Linked DNA regions of Mus musculus: region 1 is linked to region 2. Evidence: chromatin contacts called from public promoter capture Hi-C data. All regions are on one chromosome and are shown on one strand. Each heading gives the region's core, a stretch centred on a gene start, on an enhancer-like site or on the middle of the called end of the contact. The rest is flanking DNA. Distances are from core to core; before and after follow the strand shown.

The links. Capture Hi-C pulls out chosen DNA fragments and counts their contacts.
Region 1: a promoter capture Hi-C map of adipose tissue shows a contact between it and region 2. The contact joins two enhancer-like sites. A contact is called at or near these places in 1 of 115 datasets of contacts at active chromatin or transcription factors (embryonic stem cells) and 2 of 9 other capture datasets (adipose tissue and pancreatic islet).

The regions. Positions count from the first base shown.
Region 1 is chr6:51,556,215-51,561,946 of GRCm38.p6, reverse strand. The region is part of intron 1 of Snx10 (sorting nexin 10); the gene reads right to left. Among named protein-coding and RNA genes, the nearest start is that of Snx10, 35 kb to the right of the region's middle. Within about 2 kb of position 3,411, at least 72 of the 459 cell types and tissues checked have an H3K27ac peak or open chromatin away from gene starts, as enhancers often do. A contact at or near this core is called in adipose tissue, where this site is marked.
Region 2 is chr6:51,872,818-51,878,316 of GRCm38.p6, reverse strand. It overlaps Skap2 (src family associated phosphoprotein 2), which reads left to right. Exons shown (of 13, transcript NM_018773.2): 11 at 3,730-3,842. Among named protein-coding and RNA genes, the nearest start is that of Skap2, 140 kb to the left of the region's middle. Within about 2 kb of position 1,971, at least 61 of the 459 cell types and tissues checked have an H3K27ac peak or open chromatin away from gene starts, as enhancers often do. A contact at or near this core is called in adipose tissue, where this site is marked.

The DNA.
Region 1 (5,732 bases), core at 2,162-4,661, 320 kb after region 2:
CAATTCATGGAACTGAATCTTTCATTGACAACTTCCGGGTCCCCTCCCTCCAGCCCTGTAAAAGCAACAGATGATTTAAAAAGAGTGATGTTTGACAAGACAGACAGACCTCAGAGGATGGAGTTAAAATGTAGCTGCCTGAAAGACATTTCCTACCCCAACTGCCAGGTCCTATGAAGCTGGCTTTATTTGGAAATGCAGTTAAGAGTACACAGGTACAGTCATTCTAGCTTACTAAAGTCAGTCCTACATCTAATGACAAGTTGGGAGACGGGTGTCATATATCCCGTGTGGTCCTTGAATTCACATTTTAGCTGGTTCTGGCCTGTCTCCTCCTGCCTCTACTATCTAAGTCCTGGATTTAAAAGTGTCTGCCACCATACCTAGTGACAAGTATCCTCATAAGAGAAAGAAGAGGGCCAGGCGTGGTGGCTCATGCCTCCAGTCCCAGTACTCAGGAAGCTGAAACACTAGGATTATCATGAGTTCTAGGCCAGCCTGGACTACAGAGTGAGACTCAGTGGGAGGAGGCAAGAAAGGATCCCCTCCTAAACTTCTAGAGGGAGGAGCATCCTGCTCAGACCTCAGCTTTGAACTTCTGGTCTCCAGAATTGTCTAAGAATGCATTTCTCTGGTTTGAAGGACCACACGTGTAGCAATGCAACATGCAAGCTGAAGGGATCTATGTGGGGTGAACCAGAACCATGACCTGGGGTACAACTGGGAATGTGGGGACTTGAACATTTGCCCAAACACTCATTCAACAATAAGAGACCTTGGGCTGACCCAGAGGAGCAGAGTGCAAAGCAGACTCAGCTCGTGAGATTGCTACACAATTCCAACATGGGAATGACATGAAAGAACGAACAGTGTGACAAGACTGGAGGGACACGCACCACAGGTAAACCTGGAGGCCATTATGCTAAGGGGGAAAGGACCATCAGCAAATACAAATATGCAGAGACACCTACAGTTGTCACAGTCAGGCGCAAAATGGTGGGGTTCTTTGGGAAGGGGTGCAGCATCGGAGTATTATTGTTCAATGGCAGTTTCAGTTGACAAGTTAAAGAATTCTGGAGACTGGTTATGCATTGTCTATGAGCAACTGAATCTCAACAGATAATTTGTATACTTACAAATGGTTATTACTGTAAATCTTATATATATCTTATAATACTTATATAATTTATATTCACACACACACACATTCTATTGTCCCAGTTTCCTGTTCTACTGCATCTCTCCAACAGAGCAGAACTGTGGGACTTTATGTGTCTTCCCACCCTGTGAGGACCTGACATGCTCACAGCATGTAGCCGGGGAATTACACTTGCCCACGGTCTTGAAACGAAGGAAAGACCGCAAGTGTCATTTCAACTCAAGCCCGTCTGTCTCCCTGCTCCACTGCTGGCTCTGGCTCCAGGACAGCACAGCAGAGATAAATGGGTCAGACATGAGGTCGTCATCCCAGCCCCAGCTCTACCCACCCACAAGGGAAGAAAGGGTGGGTTCATCCCTAAGCTCGGAGTGGCCAGGGCCTTCCTAAGACACAGGGAGAGAGTAATGGGTTTTATTGTTAAGGAAACAAGTTTTTAACTCTTTTATTGGCTGATTAAGAGAAATATGGGTGATAGCTTAGTCAGGAAAGTGCTTGCTATAGAAGCCTGAAGCCCTCAGTTAGACCCCTAGCACCCGTATAAAAATCCAGGTATGGTGGCATGCATTTGCAATTCCAGTTCTGGGGAGGCAGAAACAGGCAGATCCCCTGCGGTGGGGGGAGCACAGTGGGAGGCGGGAGGAAGACTAGGAATGAAAATTGTCCCAACAAACCCTTGTCCACCTTGTCCACATCTCCCCTGTGGACATGGGGCCAGGTACCAAGAGCGAATGCCCACACCTGGGAACAGAGGGGTACCAACAGACCTTTCTAGTATTCCCCACTCTGTCTTACCATGTTGCCTTGACAACGCCTCCTCCAGGATACACCATCCTAGCCCTCAGCCACACTGCCTCCTAATACTGAAGACAACTGTACGTAGGGGAGGAATCAGTCAAATGTCTCATTTCTCATTATGATTCCACCTGCAGAAAGGTCACTGGTATAGTCTAACTCTTAAATAGCTGCCCGCGTGTTCGAGGCCCGGCTCCCCGTCTGTGCTATCGAGAAGTGGTAGGTCTTTAGGAGATGGAGAGTGGTGTAAGGAAACAACCATTGAAGACATTTCCTTGAAGTCACTGGGACCCCAGGCTTTCCTCTTTCTGCACATTCAGCTACGATTTGTTGTCCCATACCCTACGAGTAACAAGATAGCCAATCACCAACCTACACCTCTGAAAGCATGGACCAAAATCAATTCCCCCTGCCTGTAAGGTTGTCAGCAATGATAGAAAACTGAGCAACACGCTACTTTATTAAAAAAAAAAGAAAAAGAGAGAGAGAGAGAGAGAGAGAGAGAGAGAGAGGGAGGGAGGGAGGGAGGGAGGGAGGGAGGGAGGGAGAGAGAGAGAGAGAGAGAGAGAGAGAGAGAGAGAGAGAAAGAAAGAAAGAAAGAAAGAAAGAAAGAAAGAAAGAAAGAAAGAAAGAAAGAAAGAAAGAGAAAAGTTACGTGTATGAATCTTAGTATCCAGGGGAAAAAAAGAACACCAGGCAGCAGAAAGGGCCTTGTGGGACAGAACCCATAAGCATCCTGTGTTGGTCTCAAAAGTATCAAAGAAAGTGAAAAAAAGAGCTGGGCTGAGTGGTGCACTCCTTTAATCCCGGCACTAGGGAGGCAGAGGCAGAGGCAGAGGCAGGCAGATCTCTGAGTTCTGAGTTTGGTCTACAAAGTAAGTTCCAGGACAGCCAGGGCTATACAGAGAAACCCTGTCTCGAAAAAAAAAAAAAAAAAAAAAAAAAAAAAGGAAAGACAGCTCAGCAGTTAGGAGCACCAACTGCTCTTCCAGAGGTCCTGAGTTCAATTTCCAGCAACCACATGGTGGCTCACAACCATCTGTAATGGGATCTGATGCCCTTTTCTCGTGTGTCTGAAGAGAGCAATGGTGTACTCATATACATCAAATAAATAAGTCTTTTTAAAAAATAAGTTTACAAAAACTTTAAATAGGCAAGTCAAATAATAGAAATTATTCATTATTCGTGACGAATGATGAACAGATCAATTCATGAAATGCCCCTGCAAATCTATACCAGCAAATATTTCTGTAAAAAAGGTGAGCGAGGGTTTCAACAATCAACACATAAAACTAAAACCAAAAGGGTACTCAAATAAAATGTACACAAAGCCTTTGATTTGGCCTGAGTTCTCATACTGGGCTCAACCGACTGATCAAACCAGAACGCAGTCCCCTATCCCATGCCAAGCAATCAGTGAGCTTTCAAACTGAAAGCAATGAGTCACAAGGCGGTAGGGCGAGCCAACTCATCCTGCTCTAACTCAACACGGAAGCAGTCAGTCCACTTCTCCTTCCTCCTTGTCCCTATCTCTTGCAACAAGTTTCTTCCTTCAGCCCTTCAACTGTGTCTGCCAATTCATCATGTCAGCTCATCGGAGTTCACATCTCTCAGAGTTGAATGTGTGGTACAAGGAATCAAACTCAGGCTCCTACACATGCTAGGCATGTGCGCCCCCATCCCTCATCTAGTGTTTAAATAGTTGTTGATGATGATGGTGGTGGTGGTGGTGATGATGATGATGATGATGATATTTTTGAAAATAGAAGCCCCACACATAGCAATTCCACTTCTGAGTATATATTTTATCTTTTATTATTTTGTTATATGCATATGAGTGTTTCCAACCGCATGTATGTCTGTGCACTGCATGCCTGCCAACTGCCCACAGATGTCAGAAGAAGGTGTCAGATCCCATGGAACTGGAGTCACAGATGTTTGTGATCCATATCATAGGCACTGGGGCTCGAACCCAGTTCTATTTACTGAAGAGCAACCAGTGGCTCTTAACCACTGACCCATCCCTCCGGGTCCTTGGTATGAATTTTTTTAAGAAGTGAAAGTAGGACCAGGTAGTGGTGGCAAATACCTTTTAATCCCAGCACCTGGGAAGGCAGAGGCAGGTGGATTTCTGAGTTAAAGGCCAGCCTGGTCTACAGAGTGAGTTCCAGGACAGCCAGGGCTACACAAAGAAACCCTGTCTTGAAGGGAGAAAAAAAAGAAGAAGAAGTGAATATAGGGTCTCAAAGAGATATTCATCCATGTCTTAGTTAAGGTTTTACTGCTATGAAGAGCAATCATGACCAAGGCAAAGGCAAGTCTTATAAAGGACAACATTTAATTGGGGCTGGCTTACAGGTTCAGAGCTTCAGTCCATTATCACCGAGGCAGGAGCATAGCAGTGTGCAGCTGAAAATTCTACATCTTGTTCCAAAGGCAGCTATGAGAAGACTGGCTTACAGACAGCAACGATGAGGATCTTAAAGCCTATGCCCACATAACACACTTCCTACTCCTACAAGGCCACACTTCCAAATAGTGCCACTCCCTAGGCCAAGTATAGACAAACTATCACAGTATACACGTTCATAGCAGAATGATTCACAGGGCTAAGATGGAGAAGCGATTCAAGTGTCCATAGATGGATGAGTCAATAAACAAGATGTGGAACAGGCACACACGGAAGCGATGGGCACAGGCTGCCACACAGATGAACTTTACGGGTATTAGGGTAACTGAAAAACTTGGTCACAAAAGACAAGGCCTTCATGATTCCACTGATATGCGGTGGTGTGTGTGTGTGTGTGTGTGTGTGTGTGTGATGTGAGCACATATGTACATGTGTGTGAAAGGAGAGGCCAGAGGTTGATGTCTAGTGTCTTCTTCAATTCCTCTGTCATCTTTATAGAGACAGAACCCCTCACTGAACCTTGTGCTCCCCAACTGGCTACAATGGCTAGCCAATGAGCTCCAAGGAGCCTCTTGCCTTCGCTCCCACCCTGCACTGGAGATACAAACACACGGCAGCACCTCGGACTTCTTACACGGGCGGTGGGCATCCAAACTCCGGTCCTCCTGTGTGCATAGCAAGCACTTTACAAGCTGAGCTATAGCCAACCCCCTCCAGGGGGGCTTTTAACCTAGTCAGGTTCATTCAGGAAGAAGGCAGAGGCTAGGGAGCAAGGAGGAAACGGCACACTCTTGTTCAATAGACAGAGTTTCGGTTCTGCCCGAGAAAAAAGGAGCTGAGGAGTGTGCCACCCACCACGAGTGCACTACACCACACAACTGAGCTGTGTGTGCATCAGATGGTAAGTTCCATGCTATATGGTTCCTATCACAGTCAAGAGTTAGCAATTTTTAAAAACTCTAAAGTAGATTTAAATGCTTAAACCTTCCTGGTAACAGAAATGCAAAGAGACCAGATAACATAGCCGTCCCTTTCAAATTAAAGATGTGGGGCTGGAGAGACAGACAGGTCAGTAGTTAAGAGCACTGGCTGCTCTTCCAGGGGACCCAAGTTTGATTCCCAGCACCCCCATGGCGGCTCACAACGTTCTCTAACACCAGTTCCATGAGACCTGACACCTTCTTCTGGTCTCTTCGGGCACCAAGGCACACACACGGTGCAAAGACATCCAGGCAAAAATCCACACACGTAAAAATAACTTTTAAGAGTAAAGACTTGATGATACATCCACTACTGACAAGCATCATTAGGAATGAAAATTAAATACTATCAATAGGAATATGAGCTATGGCAATGCCATGAAAAAGAATG
Region 2 (5,499 bases), core at 722-3,221:
CCTCAAATGTTTGCCTTTGAGGGTAGGGGGAAAAGAGTTTTTCTCAAAGGAATCCAGTAAGTTGATGAGCTTTTCATGCCATAGCCACAAGATACTGCAATGTCTGTCTCTTGTGCCACAGAGCTCTTTCAAGCCATCATTCAATGCCTTCGCAAAGCAAGCCGTCAGGGACTCTGTGCTTGCCACTAGGAGCACTGAGCTGACAAGAGTGTTGCTTTCTGCCTAGCATCTCATCTTGTGAACTTCTAACCTCGCTCAAGAATTTGATGTATATTTTTTACATTGACTAATTTTGCAGGAAGAGACTCAGTGTTGCAATGTAAAATCTAAAGGTAAAGCTGAGTTCATCTTGTCTCCTACAAGTCGCTTCACATTCACTCATCTTACAAAGGTCATGTATATTTATAGGTATATAGATGGGCCCGCTTGATGTTTTTAACAATATAAAAATCTGCTGTCCTTTCTAAAACACTTTTCAGGCTTGCAGTACTTAGGGAAAGGGTCTCTGGTGTCGGCATCATGCTTCATTCATTGTCAACATGCCTTTTATAATCTTGTGTTTGTGGACTATCTGGCGGTTACTTGCTTAATTTGTACTTTGGTAACAATCCTGTTAGCTTTGCCAAATATGTATTTTTATAAAAATTTAAAAGCTCATTGTGTACATTTTTCAAAGGCTAGCTAACTTTCCTTTTTAAACCTTCTTTCAAAAGTAATTCATGCCCCTCAGGACAGCACACATAGCAAGGTGACATTTTGTGTGTAATTTTCAAAATATTGACTGTGGTATAGATAGAATGGTGTTAACATGCCGAGTAAAGACAGCGAAACCACATTATCTGTGCTTGTGAGTGTTCCATAGTCTACAGAATGCCTGCCTTTCTTGGGGCCAGGGATGGTTCTCAGCAGGAAGGCATTCTGACTAGCCTACTCGAGGCTCTGCATCTGCTATCCCTGTGCCACAAAGCAAAGCAAAGTCATGTCCTGTGGGTTATCTCCCCGAGCACAGGCAAAGACTGCTAGTGTTTGTGAGCCTTCTGTGCTTTCAAAGCTGTTTTTGTACATGAGTTTTGTCTATGTGTGTTTAGAGCCACTCCATTTTAGAGATAAGCTATAGGAGCTTCCTGCTTTCCACAAATAAGATCACTCCTGATTCTTTTTGTCTGGCATGCTTTCCGGGGAGGCAGCTAGCACACACACTGCTGGCCTTCCCCTCACTGTAGATGCCCGCTCTTCACTTAGAACGCCAGTCATAGACGCACAGATGGCACACAGAGTGCTCCTCAGCGGTGCTCACTGTCCATGGGACCGACCGTCCGTCATTTTTTGGACTCCATCATCATCAAGATTACAGGAGGCACAGTTGAAAATGTGTCTTTCCCCGGCTCTGCTGAATCCCTGGCTCTTCCCTGACTTCCTTGCAGCAGTGAGGTTTAATGGAATGCCCCTGATGCACATCTAGGGAGAGATGCATCTTGTACACCGTGGGGGTCTCTCCCCTTGCTGCTCCTGTAACTCCCATTAGTGTTAATGGGAGTCTCTCCAAGTGTATCCAGGGAAAGAGAAACCAAAGTGGTAAGAATGTGTATTTAAAATCACTGGATACTTGGGGTTTTTTGTCCTTTCTTTCCTCCCCCTACTTAAAAAAAAAAAAAACAAAAAACAAAACAAAAAACAAACAAAAAACATGTTAATTGAAAAGTACTGTGAGAAGGTCTGAACCAGAGGAGGGCCCGGACAGCTGGGACCTGGGATCCCACAGCTCCACCAAAAACTTTGACCTCAGTTTTTCAGCCAAAGTTTGTTTCTTCCACGTCTTCGGACCAAGCCTAAGGCCTGAGCAGCGTGGGGAACAAGTTGGGGGGTGGGGGAAGGGCTACTGGGGAAACTAGCTATTTAGACCTTCTTTGACTTGGCTAGAACTGTGTGGCAGGCCTCACGTGTGAGATGATGTCATCCTGTCTGCTCTAACTCCTTGACTTTCAAGCTGACACTGAGAGACCACATGGGGTGCAACATTTGACCCAATTAGCAGTTGATTTAATCTGACAGGAATGTTTCAATTCTAAATCTCTATTTGTCTAAATAAGTGGTTTTTAAAGGAAATCAGTCACTTTATTATTAAGTGATTTTTAAAAAAAAAAAAAAAGAAAGAAAGAAATGGTCAATGCTTGGAGGTATCTGGCCAGCTGGAGTGCCCTCTAGTGTCTGTTTACAGAATGTATTTAATATATGCCTGGGGGCTGGGGGAGGATGTGATAGGGGTGGCCACAAGCACTATTAGCTCCTGGTTGGATTCTGGGGCTTGCACATGCCCCTGCTGGTTTTAGTGCTCTGAGCCCAAGTGCTACTACAGTGGAGAGGCCAATACAGGGTCGGTCTCTCTCTCTCTCTCTCTCTCCCTCTCCCTCCCTCCCTCTCCCCCCTCCCTCTCTCCCTTCCTCCCTCCTTCTTCCTCCTCCTCCTCCCCTCCCCCAATCCTATCATGCCGCTCCTATTGTCCCTCTCTTTCCATCCTAAAAAATAAAAATTAACAGAGGATTCTGTTAGGTTGTATTTTCTAGTCCTTGTTTATTTTCTCACAAATTTAAGTGAAACGGTGCATCCCACAAATACTTAGATTCCATGTTATTCAGATTCTCCTTTTTAAAAAATGTTAAAGACATTAAGGAGAATTTAAATCTCCTAATAAATTAATACTTTGTGGAGATCAACACTATGCTGACTGTACTAATGTGGCCGTTTGTATTGAGGTTGCCAAGACGCCTCTTGTTTAAAAGTGAGATGACAAGCCTGATCCAGCATCCATGTCCACGTTATCCCGTGGATTCAAAGCTGACATTGCAGCGATGGAAGCTGTCAGCACATCTGTGTTCCGCCTGGCTAGTGAATACACGGGCATTTTGTGTCTTATTGATATAACTTGCAGTCTTTTTTCCTTAACTCATCAGAACTCAATTATCACGAAATTAAAAACAGGAAACAGTTCTCTTGTGTAACAAAAGCATCCAGCGTATTTAACTGTGTGCTGTGTTTTAGGAGCCACATTGTGTGAGTGACAAAGCATACATTATCCAGTTACTGTGGTATTACGGAGCGACGAGCACTAAATAATCAATCAGTTAATGGTGTGTATGGCAGTTTGAGCACTTCACATCCATTGTGCTTATGCCAGGAGAAGGATGAACTGATAACGCCACTGTGGGAGCCTAATGTCCTAGACCTGACGAACAAAAGTCTGCATTAGCAATTTCACAGCTGCAAAAGTATTTTAGAGACAACTTTGAGAGACTTTGGATACAAATGCTTTATATTTGAGTATTAAAGTATGCTATTATTATTATGCTCTTATCAAGTGTTCTAAACTCCATGAAATTGTTACTTCAGATATGTCCAATCTGTCCCTTAGATATTCTGATGGTACAGTAAGACCAGTTGCTCTTTAAACACATAGCGAGTGAGCTTAGGACTTTCCATTAAAAATGAGCAGAAGCACCTTGCTATTTGAGAATGTAATTGCTACAGGTTATAGATTACAGATAGAAGTGGAGGGGGCCATGAAAAACCAAACCTTCTGAAACAATCTTCATGAGCATGCTCAGGAGTAGTTGCAGGTTCACTAAGATGTACCATGATCCAGGCCAGGGCTTCTTTCTTGGCAATCTAAAATGGTTCTTTAATTTCTTTTGATTCAAGCCTTAACCCCAAGTCTCTCTCTCTTTTTCCTAGGAGATAAAAGCACTGATTACGCTAATTTTTACCAGGGTCTGTGGGACTGCACTGGAGCTCTGTCTGATGAGTTGTCCTTTAAGCGTGGTGATGTGATTTACATTCTTAGCAAGGTAAGAAAGTTACCCCCCACCCCACCCCACAAATGACAGCTGTCAACGGGAAATACACAGCTCAGTTCTCCTGCATTTAAATTTACAACACAAGGGAAAAATGCCAGTTGGAATTCTTCTAGGTCCTAGTTAACAATTGGAAGTTCACAATAATTAATTATTTTGTCAAGTGAACTATAATCAGAATTTAAACACAATCAGATAACAGGATTCAACTTAGCCGTGTGTTTACCTGTCACTCTAGCCCTTGGCAGGCATCCACCTACTGCCTTATCCAGAAACAATATACTTATGTGAAAGTTAACATTGTAAGGTATTAGGTTATTAATTATGTTTTTCTTGCTTCTTCCTCCTTATTCTTCTGTGTGCTTATTCTGAGTTTGCCTGCCATTCTCCAGTAGAAACATTGTGTTTATAAAAAAAGGTTTTCATCTTTGTGTAAACACATTGGGTGTTCCAACAATTTAAAGGCTCTATATTCAGACAAGTTGAGGTAATTTTTTAAAGTTTAACACACTATATTTGTAATTGCAGTACCAAAGTATATTGCCACAAACTCATCTTTATGTACATGAGAATCGTGTCTTTGCTTTTTAAGACACTGCACTGTAGAACCTGTCTGCTCCAGACATCAGTTTCTGATGCAGTGTTGGAACTCTCTTAATTTTCACTCTGAAGTTTTTCCTACTGTACTATAGGGATTTTTAAAAATGTTTTTAAGCTTATCTTAGCACCAAATCATGAATGAAAATGACTTAAATATAAGCAGGGAAATGTTATATAGGTCATAAGTCTAACACTTTATAACCCTAAAATTATTGAGCTGAGAAATATTTTGGATATTTCAGAAAGATGATATGTGTTATTAGATACAAAGAGAATTTGAAAATAATGTCACATTTTGGATTTTAATGTTGGTTGGCTGGCACTGAAAATCTTGACCCAGCTGGTCACAGAATCTTAGAGTGGGCATCTTAATGAAGATTGTCTATTCTTGGTGCAGATAGAGTACATGAGCTAGCTATATTATCTTGACTCCTAGAGTAGTTCATTTCTGTCCCTTCTGCTTAATCCCATCCCATCCCATCCCATCCCATCCCATATAAAGCATGTACAATACCAGGACACATTCTAGACATCAGGAATCCTAAAGAATAATACATAAGCACTTGGAGATTAGTAGGAGAAGTGCGAGAAGGAATATTTACTAATAATACAGATTACGACTTATTGAGAAGCCCAAAGCCAAGGCTGGTTGTGAACTCCAGTCAGCCTCCCAATGGTGGGATCCATGGGTTGCTATGTTATCTTACTGTCATATCCACATGACAGCTTTTGGCTAAGTCTGTTATCAAACATTTAATTGTCCCAAGTTAAAATAGCAGCTTTTAAAGTTAATTACTTAACAGAAATAACACTGTTTGGCCCAGTTCTTATCAGGAAACTTTCCTGAAATTCCTCCCAAATTTACCAAGCTCACTGTTTATTTAACTAATGTAGCTGTGAGTATATAAAATTCAAAGGTTGATTAACTTGTATTTGAAATTTCAGAGTGTAGGGATATGTGGTACAGCACTGTATTCCTTTGCACACGTGGAGCTTGTAAAGCCCACATGGGCTGCTTCTTTTTTTTTAATTTATTTTTTATTAGATATTT